Regions from separate parts of the Mus musculus genome. Here region 1 is linked to region 2. A link is a contact called in public HiCAR-type data. All regions are on one chromosome and are shown on one strand. The core of a region is the stretch at or near the end of the contact, and the rest is flanking DNA. Distances in the headings are between cores, read along the strand shown.

The links. HiCAR-type assays count read pairs that join an accessible place to other places.
Region 1: a contact with region 2 is called in a HiCAR-type map of embryonic stem cells, with 3 times the contacts expected there. The contact joins two enhancer-like sites. A contact is called at or near these places in 1 of 115 datasets of contacts at active chromatin or transcription factors (embryonic stem cells) and 1 of 9 other capture datasets (embryonic stem cells).

Annotation. Positions count from the first base shown.
Region 1 is chr8:78,532,414-78,539,387 of GRCm38.p6, reverse strand. The region is part of intron 4 of Slc10a7 (solute carrier family 10 (sodium/bile acid cotransporter family), member 7); the gene reads right to left. Among named protein-coding and RNA genes, the nearest start is that of Slc10a7, 27 kb to the right of the region's middle. Within about 2 kb of position 1,512, at least 8 of the 459 cell types and tissues checked have an H3K27ac peak or open chromatin away from gene starts, as enhancers often do. A contact at or near this core is called in embryonic stem cells, where this site is marked.
Region 2 is chr8:78,129,303-78,135,827 of GRCm38.p6, reverse strand. No RefSeq gene overlaps it. Among named protein-coding and RNA genes, the nearest start is that of Gm6360, 60 kb to the right of the region's middle. Within about 2 kb of position 1,282, at least 4 of the 459 cell types and tissues checked have an H3K27ac peak or open chromatin away from gene starts, as enhancers often do. A contact at or near this core is called in embryonic stem cells, where this site is marked.

The DNA of each region.
Region 1 (6,974 bases), core at 263-2,762, 400 kb before region 2:
TTATTTAGACAAGCATTTCCCCAAATCAGCAAGGGATCCAAGATTCCACTTAGACAAGGAGCCTGGTGTTTGAAATGGTCACTAACCACAGTGAACATGATTCATGAAGACACTGTGATGTAAAAGAGGATTAGACTAGGAGCAAATGTTTATGCTGAGAGAGAAAAGGCACCTGTGGGCTTCAGCTTATTCATAGGGCAGTGCCAGGATGCCTTCCTAGGTGCTGAGTCTGAGGAAAACACCATGTGTGTTTATTCAATCTTTCTGGTTCCAAATTCTAAAAACAATATTCCAAGGAGTAATTTGGTTCCTATGACCTTTTGTTCTCTGAAGATATTATCTTGGATAGCTGATATAAATATTCCAGGTTACACACACATATTACTAACATGCTAACTAATAAACTGCAGTTATCCAACTTATTAAATGTAGTTGAACATCTACCATCCTGTAAGTTTATTTAAAACACTAATCATCTTAATATTTACCCACTGTCTATTGCTTATTAAACTGAAGCACTTATAAAGGCACCACACAAAGGAAGACACATCAAGCACTCAGTACATGCTTTCAACGAAGAGAGTAACTAGATGCGCACATTTAGAAGAATGAAGCCATTTCTGCTTGGTTTTGACCCCAGGACAAGGGCTAAGATGCATTTTATATACCAAAGCAAACTTGGCCTCCAGGTCTTCCCAACATCCCTAGATCCCTTCCTGCCATACCCTGTCCCCAACCCTGAACATTTCAGCCCAGGGGCTGGGTTGCCCTTCTCCCATTGGCTCTTAAGTATAAGAGGTGTACATTTTGGTCCCCCTCTCCTCCCTCTCTTTCTCCTTCTCTTCTCACTCTCTGCTTTCTCTCTCTTCCCCCCTCCTTTCTCTCCCTTCCCTTAGCAACTTCCTTGACCTCTTTCCCTGGGGCCAGTGAACTCCACTGTCTCAGAGCAGCATCCCAATGAGCCTCCCTTTACCTGGCTTGAACTGGCTCACTTCACTGGAGAAATAACTAATCAATTCCAGAAGTAATAGAGCTGGGCGTGCAATGCAGCCCAGTACTCTCGGCACTGAGAGTACTGAGACACTGGGACCATGAGTTCAATGCCAGCTGAACTACAGAATGAATCCCAAGCCAGTAGAAACGACACAGCGAGACCTGGTCTGGAAAGCAAGAAACTCTGGAAGAGGAGGAGGGAGGGCATCCTCCAGCCAGGCTCTGACTGGAGAACAATACTGGTTCTTTCTTAACTGATCCCTCACACTTTGCATGCATTGCAATGTGCAGACCAGTCAGGCCCAAGTGAGCCATCTGTGAAATGCTTATGTAATTACTATTGTTCCCTGAATGGCTTAGGCAAGGGTCAGAGAGGTCTGGAACTTAGGGGAACCTGCAGATAGTGAAGGTAAAGAAAGGAGTGCAAAGCATGCTTGATTCCAAGGCAAGGGCAACCCAGTGCTCAAAACCCATTAATTACCACACCTTACGCTGGGCCTGCTCACTCTCCACCCAAGAGCAGAGCAGCCGGAGTAGAGCTCTACACAAAGGTGCAGGTCACATGCTTGAGCTCTGGAGAGCAGGATTGACTCCGAAGCAGGAATCTGGCCTGGCTGATGTTCTTTTCAAGTTCAGGCCTCGGGAATCCACTCCCCTTGAGGTGGGAAAAGGGCTAAACATGAAAAAGTGAAGTAACAACACCAAAGAGCAAATTCAGAGAACAGTGTCAAGGAACCAGAAGTAAGATGTAAGGGGATGGCCATGGTATCAAAGGCTGAAGCCACGTAGGACCGAACTGATTCTTGGCGGCCGGACACCATTTTGTCCACTGGATTCTTCTGCCTGCTCGGGAGAATGGAAGATAGACTGAAAGGCATTGGACTTAAGTGAGAAAAGCCTGAGGTAGATTAAAAACCTTGAGAACGTATATTTAACCACATTTACAACGGCTTACATTGGAACCAGTCAGCTCTTTCTGGTGCTCCTAAGAATCCAATCAGGGCCTGAAGGTGTGCTAAAGCTAAAGCTAAAGGCGAGGAGGGCAGAGACGAGGCAGAAAGCCGTGTGCTGCTACCACTGCTGTCCTGTCATCCAAGGGAAATTAGTGCCCCACTAAAATGAGTGCAAGAGGCAGCTTGCACACAGCTGAGGGCTTGCACACAGCTGCAGGCGTACACAGTTGGCAGCTTGTAAGAAGGTGCAACACTTATCTCATTTCTTCCCACATGCCACTAGCCCACTACCCACTGAACCAAGCATAGGCTGCCCCACTGACAGGAGGAGAAAGTAAGGGATGGATGGTACTCTGCTTGCTAAGGGCAGTGACTGACGGACAGGCTTCCCTCCCTGAGTGGATCAGATTTGCTCTGACTGCCTTTATAAATGTTTCAAAGAACGTCATCTTCATAGAGCGCTGCATTAGCAAAGGTGGCTCCCCACTGATAATGCAAAATAACCCTGATAAGCCAGGGACTGAACTCTCCCTCTCCACCTGGACTGCCATGATCTTGACCTTTCACCTCTAGCAAAAAGCTCCGAGCTACACGTACAAAGCTGGTAATGAGGGCTTCATTTGCTTTCCAAGCAGTGAGAAAACCTTTTTTAAATACACTCAGGTAGTCATGACCTTCACCTGTGACTTAAAAAGAGTTCACCAGACATAATAAAGATCTTTGCTCAGGGGACACCTCTTAAATCTCCTTTACAAAGATCTGGACACCAGCCCCATTGACGAAACTATACACACACTTCTATACTCCAAATCAAAATGTTTCTTTAAAGTGTATTTGGAATTCATGTGTCTATTATCAAAGGAGTCTAAAATCCTTCTACCTCATAAACACTATATAATTAAAAACCTCAATTATGTTTCTATTTGAAAACAAGCATGCTAACGTAATCCTTTATTAGGCAAGACAACAACCTAATGCCTCCAAATAGAAACACAATCCAGTTTCCCAAGCAGAACTCAATCTACTTGTGTGTATTTGGGACTTTTCTACATTAAGATAAGAAAACAATAATTTAGTAAAAAGAGTCCCTCTAAAATGATTTCACTCTTCTACTTTTGCGTAGTTTCTAACAGAAGCCAGAGGTCTGAGTCTTCTCAGAGGCTAGCAGACTGAAGGGCAGACAGAACACAAGCCCTGCACACAAGCAAACAGGATGCTGCCTTAGCAGTGAACAGAGAAATGAAGCCCAGCTTCCTCTCGCTTTTGGAGAAACGAGGTCTAGCCTCCTCTCCCGTTTTCTGGCTAGTGGGTCATAAAACCAGATTACTCACTGACTCTCCCTTCTTTCCCAAAATCCTCATGTGACAGGTCATCCTACTCCATGCTTGGGGACAAAGAGGCAAAGAAGACCTTACAAGGACACCAGAGCAAGTATGACCAGCAGACCGTCTTATGCCCCCAGTGCACTGGTCATAACCATGCCATCCACTTGGGTCCTCTACTGCTACAAACTTCAGGCTCTGCATACAGAAGCATGCAGCCTCCTGAGCCTTTTTGGTCCCATTTCGGAAGCTTCTCCCATGCCAGGTAAAACTTCAGTTAAACAAGTCTGCTCTGTCTTTTTAATTAATCTATCTTCTGTTACAGACTTGGAAGAAGATGGCTTCCTCTGTGACAAAAGTTTATCTATTTTCCTTATTCCTTATGGTAAAAATGGTAAAAATGAGAAAAGTCTTAGGTGAAATGGCCACGTAGCTAGCCTTACACACTACATCCTATTTCTGAAGGTGGACATAGGCACAGAGGTGCCGTTACACCTTGAAATGCATGCACAGGTTTATATACCACTTGCAGACAAAACAGAATTCATACTGTGAAAGACAAAGAGAATAGCTAGGCCCATCCGCAGATACTGGAAACCAAAAGGCGGATAGACTAAGGCCAAAAAAAATTTAAGCTCACTACTGTAATAACCCAGGCAGTACTCATGCAACTGATACACACAATTTATCTTGGGGATATGGGGGAGGAATGATAAGCCGATCTAAGCAGCCTGCCTACAAGAGTCCTTTAAAGGTGGAGGGACCTGCTACAGTGATTCTGATACCAAGCACAGCATTAAATACAGGGAAGGGTTCGCACTGTCAAACAGGGTCTGAAGCGCCTTCCTCTGGTCCCTGCCTTGTCCAGTGGGATTCCTGCTGTCTTTTCTGTCTTCACTCTGCTATTTTCTTTTCCCTTCAGACTTCTGAAGGCAGAGTGCTTGCTTCCATTTCTCTCTCACCTCTGCAGCTTCACCCAGCAGTTAGGACCCACATGCTCCAGTTTTAGAGGATGCCTTTGAGTGAATTCTCCTTTGCTAAGCTTCCAAGAGAATACTGAGGCACAAGTAGGGAGTACCTCTTCTCCAGAATGCTGCCCTAGATAGTGTTTGGCTCTGAAGTAACATTAGCATAGATGAGAGAGAGATGTCTTTATAACCACGCTGTAAAAAACTAATAACTCCAAACATAAGGCAGTAATTTTCCAATCTTTTAAAAAATAAATTTCTTCTATAAAAGGAATTCCCATGACAGTTACTGTAAGTTGTACATAACTTAGATTTGAATATGAAGATTCTCTTGGCAAGACCCATAGATTTTAAGCCTTTGAAAGGCTTTTCTGGGGGGAGAGTAAAACTTCTTATCCCAGAACCTTACATTTAAAACAGAAATCTAACTAAATAAATGTACGTGCTTTTCAGCAATTATATTATAAACTGTATAAAATATGTTATTTTATTATCTTATGCTTTGCAATGAGATTACCTCTGTAAACCTTTTTTGCTTTTTCTACTATTTAAAAATAAGCTACAATTGCATGTGTTCGCTCACACAGACACACACACACACATGCATGCATGAACCACTTACACCATAAGTTAGTTGTACAATATCAACAGTATATCACAATTTTGTAGTTCGGAGGAAATGCACTTCAAATACTAAAATAAATAAATAACAGTTATAAAACAGTTACGGAACCACGTTGCCAGCATTTACATTAAGACGATTGACAACGTACATGTTACAAAGTTAAACTGTCAGCCAACCCCACCCCTGAAGAGCATTTTCAAGCATGTGTATGATGAGCCCAGGAAACGGCTCAGAGCGGGGAGGTGCTCGCCTTTAAGCCTGGTGACCTGAGTTTGATCCCCAGAACGAACTGACCCCCCACAAGTTGTCCTCTGACCTTCAAATGCACCCTGGAGCACATGCGCTGTGGCCCTCCTTCTCCCTTCCTTCTTCACATGCTCTCCCTCTCCCTTTCTTAAATTCCTACATAAGAATATACTACACTTTGCTCTAAAGCTCACCCTCTGTGATCTCTGAATTCCATTCTCCAGTCTGCAAGACAAGAACCCAAAACCCAGAGTATAGTCAGAATAGCTAAGGTGGACCAGTTAGCCGGAGTTCAGAAAGAACTAGGGTAAGTTTATTCAGGAGGAGGCCTCCGAGAAAATTACATCAGGCGAATGAAAGTGACTTTCAAATGGACATATTAGAATGGCAAAATTTTCACACTGACAAGATCAAGTGATGACAAGGTTGCAAACATAGGTTTAAACATAAAATGACACAGCTGCTTCGGAAGTTACTGTGCGAAGTTCTTCCAACAGTTAAACATCCATTACATAGGTTTAAACATAAAATGACACAGCTGCTTCGGAAGTTACTGTGCGAAGTTCTTCCAACAGTTAAACATCCATTTGTGACATAGAAAGAACTGGATACAGAAAGCCTGGAGATTGTCCACTTCAGCAACCATGAGCAGGGGATAAACTACGCAAAGATGTTTCTTCCTTGGTCCAAAGGCAATGAAACATCAAAGGATCCAGTTTTCCCGCTAATACATTTTCCTCAAGAGAAATAGCAGTGCATGTCCAGTTAAAAAGTGTGCATGAGAACTCACCCCTCCAAACTAGAAACTGTCCATATGTCAATGGACAGGTGGGTGGATAAACAACCTGTACCTCTGCAAACCACCACTCAGCAACAAAACAAAACAAAACAAAAGCAAACTAACTAAAGGATTGATGAACACAAAATAGATTAAGTTGCAAAATAATTACAATGAGTAAAAGAAGCCAGGAAAAAAAAAAACTAAAAAACAAAAAGCAAAAGCAGGAAGCGATACTGTAGGATTCCAGGTTATAAAACTCCAGAATATGCAAACTAGTCTAAAGTGACAGAAACAGACCCAAGGTTGCTGCATCTTGAGAGGGGTGCTAGAAAGGGTAAGAGGAGAGGGTGTCCAGGAACGCAGGAAACTTTTCAGGGTGCTATGGTTTGAGTGTGTTTCCCCACAGCAGACAGTGGCACGTCTGCAGTCCCAGCTGTTGGGCAGGCTAAGGCAGGAGGCTCGCTGGAGCTCAGGGCCAGGCTGAGTAACACAGCAAGATCCCCACAGAACAAAAGGGAGACCAATGTCTCCCTCACTGGAAGTTTCTCACTGGAAACTGAACCTCTAACCCAGCAGTTCTCAATATGTGCATCTTGGCCACTGAGGGTCAAACGACCCTTTGACACGGGTCACCTAAGACTACTGGAAAATGCAGATACTTACAACTCATAACAGTAGCAGACTTAGTTAAGATACAACAACAGAAATAATTTTACAGTTGGTGTCACCACAACATGAGAAACTATATTAAGAGGTTGCAGCATTAGGAAGTTTGAGACCCACTTCTCTAGAGTAAGCACACTGTGGGGTGCAGCCTCTGCGGGGACTTAAGCCTTGGAGATCCACCCTCAAGGATGAATTAACTAAATGAAAAGGGGCTCATGGCCATGACGTCCTTCTGCTCTTTCTCACCAGTTCTCTCTTCCCCTTCAGCCTTCACCACGGGATGGGACAGCAAGAAAACCCTCACCAGATGCAGACCACTCAACCTAGACTTCCCTACCTCCCAGGCTGCAGATATAAATCTCTGCTCTTCATAATTACCCAGCTCTAGTGTTCTGTTCAAACAGCATGGAATGGACACAG
Region 2 (6,525 bases), core at 33-2,532:
CTTGTTATATTTAAGGCTATGCAATGCAACTTGTAAGCATCAGCCATGACGGGTACCATACAATGTTATCTCTGAAAGTCTGATTAACTAAAATGGATCAAGCATTTTAACTAAGCCTAGTGAAAATACAAAACCCAAGATGACAACTGGGAGTTCTAGTTTCATGTCATTTAGAAAGATCCATAGTAGTCACTGGGTATCTTGCAGAATAAGGACAGAATCCAAGTTGCCACATTAATGGTTCCGACTATTAATCATCTTTCTGGTATTTAATGGAAGATTTCACATGAAACATGTGGATACTTATCATGATAAATGGGCCTTAATTATAACGATACATGGGCCCTGCATTTCCCCAGGACTTCCCTGTATGTTTCTCACATGTACTAAACTATAACAAGAATATACTGAAAGAGTAGTTCTCTCTAAACATTTTTTATTAGGAGTATCAGATGTGTTAAATTTGCATATACATTATAATATAAATTTTACATTGAGGTCTGCCGCCCACCTCCATAAAGTTACACCATTAACTCATCTTCTCTTGATTAAATGACCTGTATGAGTTAGAGGTCAGCACTGACAAAGATATCACAGTCTAATCTACTGGTATTATGACCCCAATTATCCCCAGTTACCGTTTTCAGGAGGCTACCTAACAGGCTAAATGAATTTCTAAAAATGATAGAAGACAGTATTTGCTAAATCTAGCACAAACTCCATTTGCCTTTATTTTCCAGCCATGACCACTACCGGTCCTTCCCACATACGCCCTGGTTCTGCATTAACAAACTTTTACTTTCTCTTTGAGAAAAGGTCAAGGTTCTGAAGGTCCCTTTTTTGACAATAATGATGATGATGATGATGGTAATTCTTATTATCCTGCCATTATGAAACCCATGTTTTTCTCCTACACCAAATAATCAACAAAACCATGCCCTTAGAGCTAGCCTTCACATCAACTTGGCCCAGTTTGGATTGTTCATCATGAAGCTGAACTGTTGATAAACCTAGAACATGATTGTAGGAAAAAGAAAATAAAACCCACATTGTGAACACTTTTTTTTTTTCATTTTACAGTAGTAGGACATCTCATCTCGGTTCCTGCTGGATGGAGTGAGTCTGCAGAGAGCACAAGAGAGGATTATGAGGCTTTACAAACACAAAGGAAGGCCAAGTCCTCCTCTTTACCTCTGTATAAAGAGCCTGCTGTCCACTGCCAGGTGAACCCAGAATCAACCAGCTGGATGTGGTCTGGCCCCCTCTCTACCTTCCAGCCCTGAGCTCCAGGACTTGCGGGACTGAATGGTCTGACCTCCTGCGCTCCCCTGGGGCGGGACTGAATGGACTGGACTGCCTCTGCCTCTTCTATTGGAAATGGCGATTTCTTAGCAGTAGCTTCCCTTGGAAGGCTCTGTCTCCTTTATACTCCTCCTCGGTCTGGATCACTAGATCCTTGAAGAAAGTTCTTTCTTCTCCTAGAAACATCCAGCCACAAGCAAATTTTCTTTTTTGCTATCACTGAGCTTCACATCTTAGTGTTTGATTTTGACATTTACTATATGCCGGGACTATGTGAGATATCACACATTATGGAATGTGATCTGACTTTATGATTATACAAACCTATGTAACTAACTTTATTATCCCTGTTTGAAAGAGAGAATATCTGAGTTCCAATATAAATAGTGTAACTTACTTACATCTAAGAGTTCAGCTTCCAAAAACTGTATTGCTACTTTGAATTATACAGCATCGTCATTGGCAAAATGTTTCCATAACATCCAATGGCCTTTATTATCTATACAGCATCTGCTGGCCTTTACTTCTTATCAGATAGCCTGCTACCTAGGACATGGTACCTTGAATAGGATATATTACCTATTGTGCAATTAAGACTGTCATATGGGTATTAGTCATTATTATTACTGGTTAAAATAGTAATAGTAGGAGTATATGTGTTTGAGGGTTTATTATCTACCTCATACATTAAAATGAAAGATTCTCAAAGACAGATACCACTTTATAACTCTTTTATTCTCTTGTAAGAATAATGTCCCATACATAGTAAGAGCTTAACAATTCACTGATGAATGAATGATAAATATAAATGACAAGAATGACTGTTGAGTTACATTGTTTGATTGTTGAGTTATATATCCTTCCCCACACAGGGAACTTACAATGCTTGCTGATCCATGTCTTCCTTTACAGTCCCCTTTTCCAGGAATTAGGGACTTGAAGTTGTGAGTGTGGGAACATAATCTCTGGCATACCTGGTCCAACACTCCCACATGCCCACCTTCATGCTGGTGGTGGCTTTCTTCTCTGACATGGTCCCACAGGCATCACAAGTGACCCAGTCATTCTGCGTTCATTGCCTTTGGCTGCTCTCTAATCCCTGTCTTCTTCACGCCTTGAGCCTGTCCTTCATCTCATAGCCACTGGCTACCTCTGGGTAGGCAATACCTGATTACACATTCACACTAACATGCTATTTAAAATGTTCAAAAACCCATCTCTAAAATTCTATGACCCCCTCATCTAAGTGACTACATTTATTTTCCAACTTTCTATGCGTATGATGGTGTTCAAGTATTAAAAAGTACAAATATCCACGCTTCTGTTGATAAAACCCTAAATCTTGGTATCTTCTGTGGTAGAACTTAGGAACCAAATCCCATCTCCTTAGAAAAAGAGTTGGTATTGGGAAAGCCTTGGGGAATCCTTGTGCTCTCCCAATAATTTGGCACTCTCTGCCCCATCCAACCGGCTAGGTGCTGTAGAAGCAGGGGCTTCATCGACAGTGGGGTAAGTGGAGGGTTTACCCCTCCTATCACCTATGAAAAGTGTCAATCTTCCTTAAAGAAAACACCAGTGACTAAAGTAAGGAAAAGCAAGCAAAGTAGAGATAGAAAGCGCTAGAAATCGGGGTGAGGGGAGAGAAATATCAGTGAGATGGAAAGGAAAAGCCGGAGAGCTACCAAAGCAGAGAAGAAAATGGAAAACCAGAGAGGCTGATCAGACAGCAGTGAAGGGCCAAAGACTCTACCAGCCAACCTGTGATAACCAAGCAGGAAAGGGAACCTGAGCTACTGAGAAAACAGACTTGGGAAGACGCGAAGGAGGCACCATAAATTACTCCTGTGAGAAAGAATGGGTGATCCAAATAAAATATAATTTATGTTCTTCTAGTTAAAATTACTTATGATATTTTTAAGTTAACCATATTATCGAAACAGTACTATTACACAAAGCCAACTATTCTATATGTGTCTAGTAGAGACATACCTTAGTAAGGATGTGGATGCAGTACGTTGGTTAATCTGCTGTCTTCTAGAACACAGGACTAAGGAGACAGTGCTGGGATCTCCCCAGTGCTGCCTCGTTATGCCGTGCACTGCCTTTGGCAATATGAGGACTCAGTCATAAGCTAATTTCCACTATAAAATAAGGAGTGATTTAAGTCCCGATAAGGACAGCTATGATCTTGCTCCTAGGCATATAATCTTTATGTTCAAATAAACTGATCTTCATTTTCCTCTCAGAGAAGCTGAGACCCTTCCCACTTTAGGCAGGTGATTTTGTTCTGTCAGACTAGAGCCCCCCCCCCCCCCCAGTCTCAGTCTTGCTTCAATATCACTTTCCACACTGGCTAGATGACGTGCTAATGGACTGGGTGGTGGCAGGAGGTCTGAATCTTTGACAGGTAACTACTACCCGGTGTCCCCTGCCGTGCGGGTGGGACTCAGTGTTCAAGCCTTCTCCTTTGCTTATTGAAAGCTGCAGATTTACAGTCAGTTTCCATTAGGGAGGAATCTAGGTAAAATGGAGCACACAGCTGGGAGCAAAGAGAAGTAACCCAGCACTGTGCACGGTGTAAAGCAGATAGGACCGCTAGGTCTCTACTCATTGATAATGCCCCCTTACAGCAAGTCTCTCAGGGTACGGCGGCCATTTTCATGGTAGTCACCGTCTCTGTTTTTGTTCTGAACAAAGTTGTCCAATGTGTGTACTCACGTAGCCCAGGCTGGCCTTTATGCCACTGTGGCTATAACACTGAACTTCTGATTGTCCTTCCTTCACCTCCTCAGAACTAGGATCATAGCCATGCCCCACTACATGCAGCTTACGCACTGCTGGGGATTGAAACCATGTATTTATTTAATGATGGCTGTCCTCGGCATTCCAGTGTTACTGCTGTTGATGAAATGTTGAGAGAAAGGTGTGGTCCCTGGCAGGGCCAGTTTTATTGTCCCTTTCCCATATTTCTATATATTGTTTTAGAAGCTAAGCTATTACACACACACTCTCCTTTCCAGTGGTAATGGGGACAAGAGAAGATGCTGGGCAGTCAGGTCCAGACTGAGGGATGAGATAGAGTTCTTGGAATTTTGTGATTCTCGCTTGGCAGCCATAGCTGTCTGGAGCTTTCAGAATTCATATCCAGTGATGATGTTTAAGCTCTTGGGGCCTCTTATCACAACAGGACATCATGGACACAATTCTGCCTGCACTGGCTAGATCCATCCATGTCCATGTCATGTTTAATATTTAAACACATTTTAGCATCATTTGAGGTTTCCTCGGTGGCCATCTGCAAAACCAATAGGAATAACAGTGTGGCTTGTGGGCCAGGACAAATGCACAGAGAGTCAGGAGCTTGAGCAGATCTACTAGGAAGCTGCGTTTATTCAAACACCTGTCTTCCCCTCCCACCATCTGTGCGGGCCCTGTACCCTTTAGCCCCACTGCTCGCCCTTGCAATTATCCTGTCAAGACGAGGGCAGCTCAGGCGGCTTTGATGTGGCTTTAATATGGCCAGTTGAGTCTAATGATGACTTCCTTAAACAACAATGATTTTGCTATATATTCACATCGGTGTGCCTAAGTCTACGTGTGAGGAGCCCATCTGAGGGCAAGCACCAGTGTGTGTTCTGCAAAGAGGCTATCAAATGTGCGAGACGGTAGGCCTTCTAAAGTTGTAAGTGACATCGGCAGAAGGAAGAGTAGTTCACAGGTCACAGTGACATTCAAAGGACATGTTCATATTTTAATGCATTACTAAGAATTCTTTCCCCTCAAATTCTCAATCTATGACTAGAAGTTGTCTACATAGAGCCCTCAAGGAAAAGAAAGAAAGACAGAAAGAAGTGTACTGTGCACCCTAGACCTCTTCTGTAACTGGCTGTACTGTAGCAGCGTATGTCCTGTAGCACAGATATTTCGGGTGAGTTTCATGTCACTTTCCAGGGCTGGGCTACTGAACCCAGATTCTCATAATCCTATGCAAAGCTCTACTGCTGAGCCACATCACCCATCCCAAGATAGGGCTCACAGGACTCGTATCTTGGATTACAGCAGACTACATTGTACAATTCAAATGTATGTGTTCTTTGCTCCAATTGGTCAGAACATTTACCTGGTGATATCACTTCAGTGGGTATGATTCAACTTCTAAGGCCTCAGCTCACCATGAGGGATGTATTGTGTTTTATCTCCTACAGAAGGCAAAACACGGAAGCCAGGGCTGGAGAGAGAAGCTAGAAGATGAGAACATTCTGACTCGGATCATGACAACCTGAGGTTGAATTCCCTGCTAGTCATGGAAAACAAAAAATCAAAACAAAACAAACACACACAAACACAAGATCAAAACAAACAAAAGCAAAAACAAGCAACGACAAAAAAAAAAAAAAAACCACCAACAACAGAAAACAACAACAAACCAGGCAAGGCTGTATGTACCAGCAGTCCCAGTATTGGGCGTCAGCAGCAGCAGCAGCAGCAGCAGCAGCAGCAGCAGCAGCAGCAGCAGCAGCGTGCAAACAATGTGAGTTCTGGTTCAGTAAGAAACACTACCTTAAGGCAAAAAGGCTAAGCACACGGGAGAAGATATCTACCCAATATCCTGATCACACACCACAGAGCACACTTGAACCAGAAGTGCCAGGTACTAAGATAGACACAGTAGAAACCCTAGATGGGAGTGATAAACCGGGCAGAAGTGCGGTCCATTCTCGTGGGGCTGAGTCTACGGAAGGCAGCACCGCTCACGGAAGCTGCGTGGATTCCCAAAAGGTGTACAGCACTTTTGCCGGCTTAGACTTTGGCAACCGAGTACAGACAGGTGCTGCTTCTTGGAAATTATTTCTGAAATTTAAGGAAAGTTTTAACACAAGTATGAGTAGTCAGGCTTTACTTCAAGCATGACTTTTGTAAGTGGGGACATGTTGTTCAAGGGGAAAGTTCTAGTTACTGGTATGGTTTATCCTTCCCCGTCCCCCAGGTTTGTTAAGTAAGGCCACAACAAGCCTTTAATGACAATACTCAATTGCTTTCAGGAACCAGGAATTCCTGGTTTAAATAGCAAGGCACACAGAATCCCACAAGAACTAGCAGGTTGTGAGTCCCTGCCCACCAAATCACCATCCCTGAGCTGAGAGTGGAGACCCGACCGTGCTTCCTCACCATCATGCTTAAGCTTGTGAGGTCAATCAACAAATTCAAAGGAGATACGCTGTG